Regions from separate parts of the Zea mays genome. Here all the other regions are linked to region 2. The links are chromatin contacts, called in public Hi-C maps. All regions are on one chromosome and are shown on one strand. Each heading gives the region's core, a stretch centred on a gene start, on an enhancer-like site or on the middle of the called end of the contact. The rest is flanking DNA. Distances are from core to core; before and after follow the strand shown.

The links. Hi-C and Micro-C count contacts between places; a contact is called where the count stands out from the background.
Region 1: a contact with region 2 is called in a Hi-C map of bundle sheath, with 4 times the contacts expected there. The contact joins the promoter of LOC103640633 here to the promoter of LOC103640631 in region 2. A contact is called at or near these places in 9 of 25 Hi-C or Micro-C datasets (bundle sheath, ear, endosperm and 4 more).
Region 3: a contact with region 2 is called in a Hi-C map of ear, with 3 times the contacts expected there. The contact joins the enhancer-like site here to the promoter of LOC103640631 in region 2. A contact is called at or near these places in 5 of 25 Hi-C or Micro-C datasets (ear, leaf, root tip and 1 more) and 1 of 3 datasets of contacts at active chromatin or transcription factors (leaf).

The regions. Positions count from the first base shown.
Region 1 is chr1:181,023,758-181,027,918 of Zm-B73-REFERENCE-NAM-5.0, reverse strand. LOC103640633 (putative pentatricopeptide repeat-containing protein At3g25970) reads right to left here and starts at 1,814. Exons shown (of 1, transcript XM_008664090.3): 1 at 1-1,814. The coding sequence starts at 1,739.
Region 2 is chr1:180,825,555-180,829,788 of Zm-B73-REFERENCE-NAM-5.0, reverse strand. It overlaps LOC103640631 (2-aminoethanethiol dioxygenase-like), which reads left to right and starts at 2,068. Exons shown (of 5, transcript NM_001329842.1): 1 at 2,068-2,468; 2 at 2,726-2,853; 3 at 2,941-3,127; 4 at 3,240-3,443; 5 at 3,538-3,961. The coding sequence starts at 2,192. The coding sequence ends at 3,671.
Region 3 is chr1:180,581,876-180,586,185 of Zm-B73-REFERENCE-NAM-5.0, reverse strand. It overlaps the pseudogene LOC103645083. Among protein-coding and RNA genes, the nearest start is that of LOC111590781, 100 kb to the right of the region's middle. Within about 2 kb of position 1,320, at least 8 of the 20 cell types and tissues checked have an H3K27ac peak or open chromatin away from gene starts, as enhancers often do. A contact at or near this core is called in ear and tassel, where this site is marked.

The sequences.
Region 1 (4,161 bases), core at 565-3,064, 200 kb before region 2:
ATTCTGCAAGCACCTAAAAGGGTCATCCAAACTATGGCATCTGGCTGAAATGGCATAGACTCAATAAGCTCTTTTGCTTTATCAAGCTGTCCTGCCCTCCCATATAGATCAACACCACATGCATAGTGCTCCATTCGCATAGGAATTTTATACCTAGTTTCCATCGTATTGAGAATTTCTGACCCTTCATCTACAAGACCACCATGGCTGTAGGCGGTAATCAGGGCAACAAAGGTCACATGATCCAAAGGAACCTCAAGGTCCAGCATCTCATTGAAGAGGTCGGTCACAGTCTGTGCCTGCCCATGTTGAGCATAACCAAACATCATAGAGTTCCAGGGCACAGAGCTACTCTTGTCTGCCTCTTCGAAGGACTTTCTTGCGTCACCAAGCACTCCGCACTTAGAATACATGAAGATCAGCGAACTTGAAACGAAGTCATTGGAAGCAAAACCAGATTGGACGACCAAACTGTGTACTTGTCTACCTAGCCGAAGTACAGCAAGGTCTGAGCAAGACCTCAGAGCAGCAGAGAGCCCAAACTCATCTGTTCTAATATTCTCTGCCCGCATGCATCTGAAGAATTTCAAAGCATCAGAACTCAAACCGTGATGTGAATATCCAGTTAGCATAGAGTTCCAGGAGACTGCATCCTTAAAAACCAAAGAACTAAAGCAGTTATAAGCATCCTCCATCATGCAGTTATCAGCAAACCTAGTGTACATGGCGATCATAGCATTGCAAACAGGTGTGACTCCTTCCAACCCAAACTTGATCACCAAACTATGAATCGATCTCCCTTGCTGATCATCACACCCATGCTCCGAACAAACACTTATGGCACTTGTAAAGCTATACATGTCAGGCTGGATTCCACTCTCTCTCATCATCCTGACAAAGAATCTCATTGCCTCATCGTCCAGCCCATGGTAAGCGTAGGCTCCTAGCATAGAATTCCATGATATCAGATCCCTGCTCTCAATTCCATCAAAAATCTTTCTAGAGTCTGCAAGCGCATCACACTGTGAGTATGCAGTGATTGCTGCATTCAGCGCTACCAACCCCAACGCAGAACCATACTTCACAATCTTGCCATGCAGCTGCCGCATCAAGGAATACCACCTTGGGCCAGCAATTGTCGCGAGTAAGACAGCAAATGTCGTACCATCCGGGACCGACCCCACCCTCTGCATCTCAAGAAACAGCTCCATTGCTTCTGCCGGCTTCCGAGAGTCCGTATACCCAGCAATGATCGCGTTCCAAGAAACGATATTCCGCACTGGCATTCCATCGAACACCCGGCGAGCATCGCCCAAGCGGCCACATTTCGCATACACATCGAGCAACGCACTCGCAGGGAAGACGTTATCAGCGAGGCCGCACCTGACGGAAAATGACTGCAGCTGGGCGCCGAGCTCAGGGCGTCGCGCGGCGGCCGCGGAGCGGAGCGCCGAGCCGAGGGCGAAGGTGCTGGCGGCGAGCCCCCGCGCGTGCATGGCCCGAAGCAGGCGCCATGCGTCCCGGTGCGCTCCAGCCGCGACGTGCGCGGCAAGGAGGGAGTTCCAGGAGGCCGCGTCGGGGTGGGGGATCTCGTCGAACACCCGGCGCGCGGCGGCGAGGCCAGTGGCGGAGTACGCTGTGAGGAGCTGGTTCCAGGGCGTGGGGGAGGAGGCGCCGGACTTGAGGAGCGTGGCGTGGGACTTGGCGGCAGCGAGTGCGTGGTGCTGGCGGCGGTGCATGCGCAGCTATACAGGCTACGGTGGCGGTGGATGCGTCCCCGCGCGTGCCGTGCGCGGGCATTTGCGGAGCCGGGAGGCAAACGTTAATAACCTAAAATTTTTACCCCAAAACTGATTATTAAAAGTAGACTAAAAAGTTTTAAGAGTAAATTATAATGTGTACTCCAACAGTTATTTTAAATATGATATGTGGCGTAATCCGTCGGGAGGCTGATGATGATTTGATACGTTGAGAAATTGATTGGAGAGGGATAGAACACACCAAAATATGAGGGAGGGGAGACTGTGGATGCGGGACACCAATTTTTTAGGAAAAAAATGAGGGAGCTATTGAAGTAAGAAAAAACACTATTCTTGATTAATATCTGTTTTGGGTTAATTTACTCGTTCTTTTAGAGTTGCTCTAATAGTGTCCTACTTAGACTAATCCGAGGTTACTTGAATGAATAGCATTGAATCTATGCATGTGCTCACTATGAACATATAAACAGAGGTGATTAGGATGACATATCGTTGCTCTGTAGTGGAGGAGACGGATCCGATCCTCGCCCACCATCTCTAATCCCGACGCTGTCGTCCTACAGAGGTGGCTTGGACGTCGAGATCCGAGGCCGCAGTGGATTGTAGCGTTTTCAGGACGTTTAGGCGATGGGGCCTCTGGGAACTAGAGTTTTAAGACGAGGTATTAGCGTTAGTCTTTTCTGCGACCCATCAGTTCTATATTTATAGCATTGTGTGCCTGCGGGCTTTAATCAAGGTTAACGTGGGTCCTCTCGATTAAGGGCTCGATTAAAGAGACGATAGTTGGATTAAACTTAATCCGGTCTCTATTAACCGGCTGTAGAGGACACATCCATCATCAAAATCAAATCATACATTGTTAGATGACTGCTCTGTTGGTGTTGCCATAGGGGGCGAGGGCAATGGCTTGCTGCAAATAAGAAGGTACAACCGAAGCAGGCTGATGGCGGCTTGCTGGACGAAGGCGCGGAAGCCGGTTCACGAATCACGATGACGAATTGACGACGGAGTGATGGACTGGTGCCTCTGCTGGTGGAGTGCGAGAGTCCGGGGCTGGCCGCTGGCGGCGTCGAGGGCTCGCCACTCGCAGTCGAGGTCGGGGCCACCGCCGAGCCCGAGCTACTGGTGAGTGGAGGCCGGGGCCGGCTGCGAACTAGATGGAGTGGCTGGTGGGCGGTGGCAGTTAGAGATGGCAATGAATAAATAATCATTGGTTACTAATATCTATACTCGTACCGACGACATAAAAATAACTTTATCGAATCATCCATATACACTGATATATATGGATTTACCCTCATATTCATACTCATACCCATGTGAGTATAAGGGCCCGTTTGGCACAGCTCCAGCTCCTGATTCTAAGCGAGGATCTGGAGCAGCCGTGCCAAACGGGTATTTTTTTAAACTGATTCTCGTGTGCAGCTGAAAGATCGGAAGTCGTTTTTGTGAAAAAAGGTGGGATCTAAAAAAACCTGCTCCACCCTCCCTTAAAACAGCTCCTCAACCAACCAAATATGGACCTCCCCTTAAAGTTTAATCGAAATTACCCGCAATTGCCATTGGACAAAAACATAACGAGCCAATTTATGGATTAAACATTTAAGACCATTTTATGCACTACTATGATGGGAATATTTTATATGTTATTGTTTCATATTTTTTTTCTGTATATGCATCCTACTTATTGGTTTGTAACAAAGTTGAACTTCAAAGGGTAAAACAGACAATCGCCACAGACCACCAACTCTCAGAAGACAAGAATCAGTTTACTTGCCAAACAATTTTAAAAATGATTCTGATTTTCTAGGAGAATCAGGAGGATCAGCTCCTCATGAGGATCAGGATCTGGAGCTAAAGAAGCAGGAGCTCGAGCTTTGCCAAACGGGCCCTAAGTCACCCATCGGGTCACCTGTACCTAAAAAATTAAACATCTATTAAAATATTATATTATACAAATGTCAAGTATATCAATCTAAATACCATTACAAAATTTCTAGTATCATTTAACCATCCATTCAACACATCAAAGATAATTAGATAAAATAGTAACATTAGAATAGTACTACATAGCACGTTACATGTTCCATTACATAGTCATTAAATTGTCGTTAAGCCTTCTATAACATAGTGACCTAAAAGGTTGTTAAATAATAAAAAAGATGGATGACTAAAGTCCAAGTCATGCTTGAGCTAAGTTTATATTGGGTTTTTTATACCCACGGGTTAACGGGTATGGGTGAAGGCGGAACGTTTTAATACCCATTTATCCGTTGGGTGAAGATTTTTGTCCAATAACAAACACATGGGTAGACTATTTAGCCCAAATACATACCCTGATGGAGTAAATATCCATCAGGTACTGGGTCACGAGTACCCATTACCATCTCTAGGGCCGCTG
Region 2 (4,234 bases), core at 819-3,318:
GCTTCCTCTTTGTGTTCAATCGATGTACAAGTGTATTCATTTTGTTAAGAAACCAAATTTACTTTATTTATCTATACTGATCTAGAGTTTTTTTTATTATTATATATCTATTTACGTTCCCGCTAGCGAGGACAGACTAGCTAAACTGTTGTTGAAGTCAGAGAAGGCCTGCGCGGAGAATCCAGCAGCGACGACACCCACAGGTTTGGCGATTACTACCACTGTTTGCCTTGCCTTGTCAGCACATGGACGCCACGTGAGGTCGACAGGTCACCACACGCATGCCGGAAGTGGGAAGGGAACGTGTATTAGCTTAACTCGAGAGCAAGAAAGCCGCCTAGTCAATAAACCGTAAAAATGAGTAGAAAAGTTTCTTTTCCCTTCAAAATTTAAAGTCTTGTTTGAAAGCAATCTAGTCTTTAAGAATTCAGTTTTTATCTCTAACTTTTAGAACCTGGTTTATGGTGTTTGGTTTTTCAGCTAGAAGATGCTAGCTTCTTGTTTTTTAAGAAACTTAAAATGCATTTTTTATAAGTAGAGTTAGTAAAATCTAGAGCCTGGCCCTTAGATTCGATGGAGTAGATGACGAAGGTGACAGAGAGCTGAATATGTTTGACTGCAAAAAATAATATAAAAAAATCTGATGTCGTGGTCGTGGTATCTAGAACTGACGGAATTAAGGTGGATGCATGAAAACAAGGCCGACAGTGGGAAACGGAGTGTCAGCACTCACACCGTGCAAACGGGAGAATCCACAAAACAACACTGGTTTGAAACGACATTCAGAAAATAGCATCCGTTTTCAAGTAATTCTTAGAACAGCACCTGTTTCACTAAATTAATTTAGAAAGCAGCACTTCATCTATATTTTGCATTCTTTCATTGCTTATACCACATACAAGTGGACCAAAGTACACCTATTCATTTCATAACCCTCTTTTTATCTCTTCTGTCCATAAGAAAAACATAAATAGATAAAATATATTAGCTCCATTTTTTATAGTGTTAAACATACAAACAGACACACATTGTTTATGAAGGAAGAAGTCTAGATTTAACTATTGAACATGAACTTCAAACCTAGGTATCTTCGTTATCGAACTGTTGAAATTAGACATACTTGGTTCACTGAAAGGTCTTCGATTGTATATCCTCTGTTCTTTTTTATTTGAAGTGGTTGTTTTTTTTTCAAAAAACTTCAATCACCCGTCATGTTCAAAAAAATTGTATGTTCTTTAAAAACTACTCTCTCCACCGCAAAATATATCTTTGAAGTTCAATGGTTAAATCTAGACTTCTTCCTTTATAGAACATCTATGTTTATTTTTATGTTCAACATTATGCTTACCAATATAAAAATAGAGCTCACATACTTGCATGCATTTATGTTGTTCCTATTGAAAGAATAGATAATAAAACAAGGCTATGAAATGATAGGGGCAATATGGTCCATTTGCTTGTGAGGTGAGAAATAAAAGAATGAAAAATATAGATTAATGCTGTTTTCTGAATTCATTTGATGAAACTGGTGTTGTTCTTTGAATTGTTTAAAAAAGAGTGCTATTTCAACACTGTCTCAAACTAGTGTTCTTTCATGGATTCCCCCCGTGGAAACGGGCTTGACGAGCCGACGGCTAGCGGAGTCCGGACTCCGGAGCGGAGAGCGGACGGAACCGCTCCTGGAAAGTAAACGGTATGGGCATGTCAAGCGCGGGCGCGCGGTGGGGCCCACGTGTCGGTGGCAGCGTAGCGGATAACGATTGTGATGTACGAAACCGGAAACTGTGTGCTAATCTACTCCTCGTCGCCCTGCCTCGGGCTCGCGCCGTCGGTTTTGGTTATGCCGCGCTTTCCGCTTCCCGCGAACCGGGCCGCCACCGCCAGCCACGCCGACAGTGACCAGCAGGGGGGGCAATCCTCTCCCTCCCGCCCGCCCGCTTTCCTGTTGGCTCGCGATGGGTGGCGGCAGGGAACACAGCCCACGGTTTTTGCTGGCTCCCCGTCACCCCCTCCTCCGCTCCGCCTCCTGTTTATAGTCGCCTGCTGTCGCGGCCCCTTTTTCCTTCCACCACCCACCGGCCACCACCCTCCGCGCTTGCCTAGTTGCCTTGACTGCCTGCCTCGTCTTACCACCAAGCTAAGCTAGCGCGTTCCTTCCTTTTTTCCTCCCTCGCTTCCTGTTGCTCGGTCCATGGAGGTGGCGGCGGCCGCGACGGCGGGCGCGGGGGTTGTGGAGCTGCAGCTCGACCTACTCGAGGCGGCGGCGCCGACGGAGCGAGAGGCCAAGAGGCGCCGGGTGCACCCGGTTCCAGCGGGCCCACCGGCCGGGGCAGCAGCGCCGGGACGCCGCAGCTGCAGCCGCAGGCGCCGCGCCGTGCAGCGTCTCTTCCAGGCCTGCCGCCACGTCTTCCGGGGCCCCGGCACCGTGCCCAGTCCCGGCGAGGTCCAGCTGCTCCGCCACATGCTCGGTGAGCCATGCACGACCCGACTCAAAAAAAACTAGAACATTTCGTAATTTTCAGCGATCGATCTGGAACGAACTGGTTGTCATGGACCGGCATGGCCTCCGCGTACTCTGTTCAATTTCACTAGCACTAGCACTTAGCTGCTCTGCTTATACTGAATCTGAATTCCTGTACAGAATAGTATGCATCCATCAATCATGCACCTGTTTCGTGCATGCGTTTACTGAAAAACCTCAACTCCTTCTCCTACCAAAATGCAGACAGGATGCGGCCGGAGGACGTGGGCCTGAGCCCGGACCTGAGCTTCTTCAGGGCTCGAGACGCCACACGTGGCGGTGGCACCCCGACCATAACGCACACGACGATATACAAATGCCCGAATTTCTCGGTAGGCAGAATTATTTCGATAGTGTGTGTGTACTACAGCAATGCTGAAAAAGCTCGTGTTTTCTAACCTTCCCCTTGTCTATGGCAGATGGTCATCCTCTTCCTGCCGCGAAACGCGGTGATCCCGCTCCACAACCACCCTGGGATGACGGTGTTCAGCAAGCTGCTCCTGGGGTCGATGCACGTCAAGTCGTACGACTGGCTCAACACTGCTGACCCCGATCCTTCTTCCGCCACGAGCACCACCAGCTCTTCGTCCTCCGATGGCCCATGCCGTAAGCTTCTGCCACTCACTGTCGCCGCTCGCCGGCTTGATCGTCTGTTTCTGTTGTTAACCCCTCTGCACTGCAGCACTGATGTCTATGATCTTGTTCTGTTCCTGCGCAGTGAGGCTGGCAGAACTGGTGGTGGACGACGTCTTCACGGCGCCGTGCGACACCTCCGTGCTGTACCCGACGGCGGGAGGGAACATGCACCGGTTCACCGCCATGGCGCCCTGCGCGATCCTCGACGTCCTCGGGCCCCCCTACTCCATAGAGGAGGACAGGGACTGCACGTACTACGCGGAATTACCGTACGCACACCACTCGCGTAAGTGGCCGCATCTTTCACCTCATGAGTTCTTGCCGTTGCACTAGAGTAGTGACTCACGTATGGGAGACCGGTTCGTGTCTTTGCTCTGCAGTGGTGGCTGCGGGCGAGGACGTGGAGCGGGGCCAGGGCCAAGGCCATCTGGCGTGGCTTGAGGAGATCGACATGCCGAGAGAGCTCAAGATGTGCAGCGTCCACTATGGTGGACCGCCGATCTCCGACGAGTGACGTCGCCGGCCGTCTCCCTCACTGGTTGTACTATGTCTAACTGATCGCGGCAGAGCCGTGCCGCCGCCGTTGTGTATAGCAGGCAGCAGCAAGCCATAGGCTGTAGTTACACGAAGTCCCGATCGATTACAATGTTTCTTGCTGGCCTGCATCGTTGTTCTCTAGATGCCCTTTCTTTCTTGTTATTTTTGTTTCTACTACTACTACAAGTAGACGATGTTTTGTCCTGATGATGAATGATACAGATAAGTCATATATATCCACATATTTCATTTTTGTCGTTTGGGCTATTCTGGTCATAGTTTGTGCGTGTTGCGCCATTTTGTCCAAATATTTTCATATTATATCTAATGTAGGTAATTCTTATGGATTTCGTAGCAACGTGGGCACGCACTTATTGTGGTGACTATACTCATCAGCAAATATAGCAAGTCTAATTTATCAAAAACAAGGTACAAAGCCTAAACACCAATTAATATATTCATACAACATTTGATGTATATATTTTATATATGTATCTAGGTTTATCTTCATAAAAATCAAGAGCTAAAACGACTAATATT
Region 3 (4,310 bases), core at 71-2,570, 240 kb after region 2:
GTGCATCTAGCCCTTTGTGGGATTTGGTGTTTGAATGAAAACAAAATTAAATGACTAATCAAGCCTGTTGAGTGTTGAATAGGAACTTAGGTATGAAAGTGGATATCGTACAAGGATCAAGACAACGGATTGAATGTATATCACAAGAAGGATATTCAATGTACACTCAAGATGGTATGACTTAAGGAAGGCTTGATAATGTGAAGATAGCATGGAAATATGGCTTCGAAGAACTAAGCAAAGGAGATGGTAAAGAGGATTTATGTACCAAAGCTAAGGTGAAGAAGCAAGTAATTACATTGAGTCGAAGAACCAATCAAGTCCAAGAGAGGTCATGCTAAGGAGAGTAATCCTAAGTTGAATAAGGTTAAGCAGAATGGACATTGATTAAGTTGCTAGTCATTGAACTTGACTTGGAGTCAGTTTGGTAGACCAAGGACTAAGGTAAGGAATAACTTCGAGGAACTAAGTAAAGGAGAAGGTCAAGAAGATTGAGGTATCAAAAGCTAAAGTGAAGAAGAAACTGCTTGCAAGAGTCAAAGGTGATCAACATGTGAAGAGTTGTGTGATATTGAAGACGACAACATAAGAAGACGTGACTTGAATTCATCAGAGTAATTTATATACATTTGGATGGTTCAAGTCATAAGTCTCAAGAGGTACTAGCTCAAGAAAAGGACATGGTCACAAGATCAAGCTGAAAGTATCAAAGTTAGAACATGGAAGGACTTAAAAGTTGTGCTCACTTTGATTTTAGTGTTTGGGCCAGTCCTGAGTTTGGAAAGGTTCTTGATGACCATTATAGTATATTGGAACTCAAAGATGTGGCAGAATTGATCAGATTAAATGTTTGAGGTTCTAAGTGACAAATAACACAAAAGGATGCATGAAGAGATGAGGGAATTGGAATTGGAGAATTGAAAGTCGCCTAGAGGAGAGGTGAATAGGCGAAACATAAAATTTATCACTATATACAAAAACTCAAACCCTGGTTAGGCGTTAGAACAAGAAAACAACTTAATCGAAGCGAGGGAGAGAAGTTCTTGTTAGAGTTGCTAAATATGATTGTGAAATTACTTCAGGAGCAACACAAATGAGTTAGAATCAAGCGCAAGCAAGAGAACTTTAGAGTGAGGGTGAGGAAGAAACAAATCACAATCGAATACAACACAAAAGACATGGACGATTTCATTCTCGAGGTTCCGCTCTGAAGAACAGCATGTATGCACACGTTTCGTGCATGGGTTTGCTGAAATCTGAACTCCTGCTCCTATCAAGTGCAGAGGGAATGCGGCCAGAGGATGTGGGCCTAAGCCCAGACCTGAGATTCTTTAGGGCTCGAGACACCGCCACTGCTCAGGTCGTCCCGACGATAACGCACACGGCGATATACAAATGCCCGAGTTTCTCGGTAGGCTGACACCTGACTGTGCTTAATTTTGTTTGATGGTGTGCAGTACTGAAAAGCTCGTGTTTTTATCAAACCTTCCCGTACGTTTGGCAGATTGTGACACTATTCTTGCCATGAAACGTGGTGATCCCTCTCCACAACCACCCTGGAATGACGGTGTTCGGCAAGCTGCTCCTCGGGTCGATGCACATCAAGTCGTACGACTGGCTCCGCGCTGGTCCTGATCCTTCTGCGAGCACTACTAGTTCTTCATCCTCCGATGGTGAATCCATGTGGACCATGTCTGTCAGTAATGTACCGGAGGCACAAGAAGCTACAGCCACGGAGGAAGCAGAAGACGACGGAGCATATCACGTTTCGTACGCGGGAGCTGATCAAGCAGACTCCGTTGCGGGTGGACGGCCCAGAAGGAAGACTATGCCCAACTCTCGTTTGGTGGGCCCGGAATGGGTGAACTAATGATTTGTCAGCCCATGTAATAACGAGTACTTATTCCTCTGTTGTGGAGAAGTGGAACTCAAGAAAGAACATAATACCTATCACTACGTTCTATCTTCGTATTCATTCTTCCTCCCTCAACTCCTTCTCTACCTCAGCCGCCGTCTTTCTCCCGGCGTTGACAGTGTCGTATGGTTCTGCTCCTTAGCACTGTCGCCGGCGTGATCGTCTGTTTCTCTTGTTAACCCTCTGTAGAGCAGATAGATACATACACATGTTCTGATGTAGTGATGTCTAAGATCTTGTTCTGTTCCTGCGCAGTGAGGCTGGTAGAACTGGTGGTGGACGACGTCTTCACAGCGCCGTACGTGCGACACCTCCGTGCTATACCCGACGGTAGGAGGGAACATGCACCAGTTCACCGTCATGGCGAACTGCACGATCCTCGACGTCCTCGAGCCCCTTCCTCCATAGAGGAGGACAGGGACTGCACGTACTACGCGGACATACCATACACACACCATTCGAGTAAGTAACCACCCACGCACATCTTCCACCTCTGTAAATGATTTTTGCGTTCAATTGCTTCAATTGCTTAGTGGATGCCAATTGCCATTCCTTCGTTTTCATGTAATTACCAGCAGTACATGAGTTCTTCTTGCCGTTGCACTAGAGACTCACGTACGGGGAGACCGGTCCATGTCTATGCTTTTGCAGTGGCGGGCGCAGGCGGTGACCTCGACGGCGTGGACGTGGAGTGGGGCCAAGGCCGTCTAGCGTGGCTGGCGGAGATCGATGTTAAGAGTATGTGTATGTATTCTGTTAGAGGTTCGCTAGTTTACTGGTAGCTGTTGACTGGCTCCGTGCGTCTAGCAGCTCAGTCCACGCTTGATCCATGTAAACCGGATCAATTGATCCCAATCCATTCCTGTAACTCTGATATAAATAGAGGCTACTATCCCACGAGGATAGATGCGCAGTTCAGAAGAAACTTTTCATGGTACCAGAGCCTACGATCCAAAGAAATCGCCATGTCCACTTTCTCCACAACCACTAGCCTAGCCGCCGGTTTTAGCACCATGCCCACACCGGCGTTCAGCCATGTCGTGAGTGTGAAACTGAACCAGGAGAATTATCTTCTCTGGTCTGCCCAAGTCTTGCCGTACCTTCGTAGTCAAGGTCTTGCAGGCTACATCGACGGATCCGTGGTGCCACCACGACAAACCATCATCGCCGAACCATCAGAGGCGACAAGTGGACGCGCCATCGTCATCAACCCGGAGTACACAAGCTGGTACCATCAGGACCAGCTCGTTCTCAGCGCGATCAACTCCTCCCTCTCTGAAGAGATCCTGTCGGATGTCATCGACGCCACCACCGCTCGAGAGGCATGGAGCACGCTGGAGAAGATGTATGCATCAACATCGCGAGCACGTATCATGCAGATACGGATGCAACTCGCGACGATCCAGAAGAATGATCTCAGTGCCGCCGACTACTTCAGGAAGGTCAAGCAGTTAGCTGACACACTGGCGGCCATCGGCAAGAGACTGGCAGATGAGGAGTTCATCTCATACTTGCTGCGTGGCCTCCCAGCAGAGTATGATTCACTCGTCACCAGCATCACCACTCGATCCGACACATACACCATCAGCAACGTCTACGCGCATCTGCTCAGCTTTGAAATTCGGCAAGAGCAGTACGGTGGCCATGGTCAGGTATCCTCTATTAATTCTGCAAACAAATTTGGGGGTCGTGGTGGTACTGGACAGAGTTTTGGCAGGAATAATCGTGGTCGTGGCCGTTCACCAAAGGGCGGCAGCTGGCAAAGGGGGCGAGGTGGTCGCTCACCTGTACCTGGAAGGTCACAGAACAACAACTTCAATGGTCCTGCGTGCCAGATATGTGGAAAAGGAAGCCATGATGCACTTCAGTGCTGGCACAGGTTTGATCAAAGCTTTCAGCCTGAAGCAACTGTGAAACAGGCAGCAGCAGCAACTCATGGATACAACGTTGATCCAAATTGGTATATGGATAGTGGTGCCACAGACCATATAACCAATGATCTTGAAAGACTGACCTTCAAGGAGCGCTACAATGGTGGAGATCAAGTCCAAGTTGCAAATGGAGCAGGTTTGTCTATAACCCATGTTGGTCATTCATCTATTTCTGGTTCAGCTAGGCCACTGTACCTCAACCATATCTTATATGTACCCAAGATAAACAAACACTTGATTTCCATTAGAAAGTTAGCTGCTGATAACAATGCCTTTGTTGAACTCCATCCTAATCATTTCTTTGTTAAGGATCAAACCACGAAGCAACTTCTTCTCAGAGGCAAATGTAGGAATGGTCTCTACATATTCCCAAATAAGAGCTTAGCACTGCTGACAGAGAAGAGTTCATCAGATCTGTGGCATAGAAGACTTGGACATCCAGCCTCTCCAATCATCATTAGAGT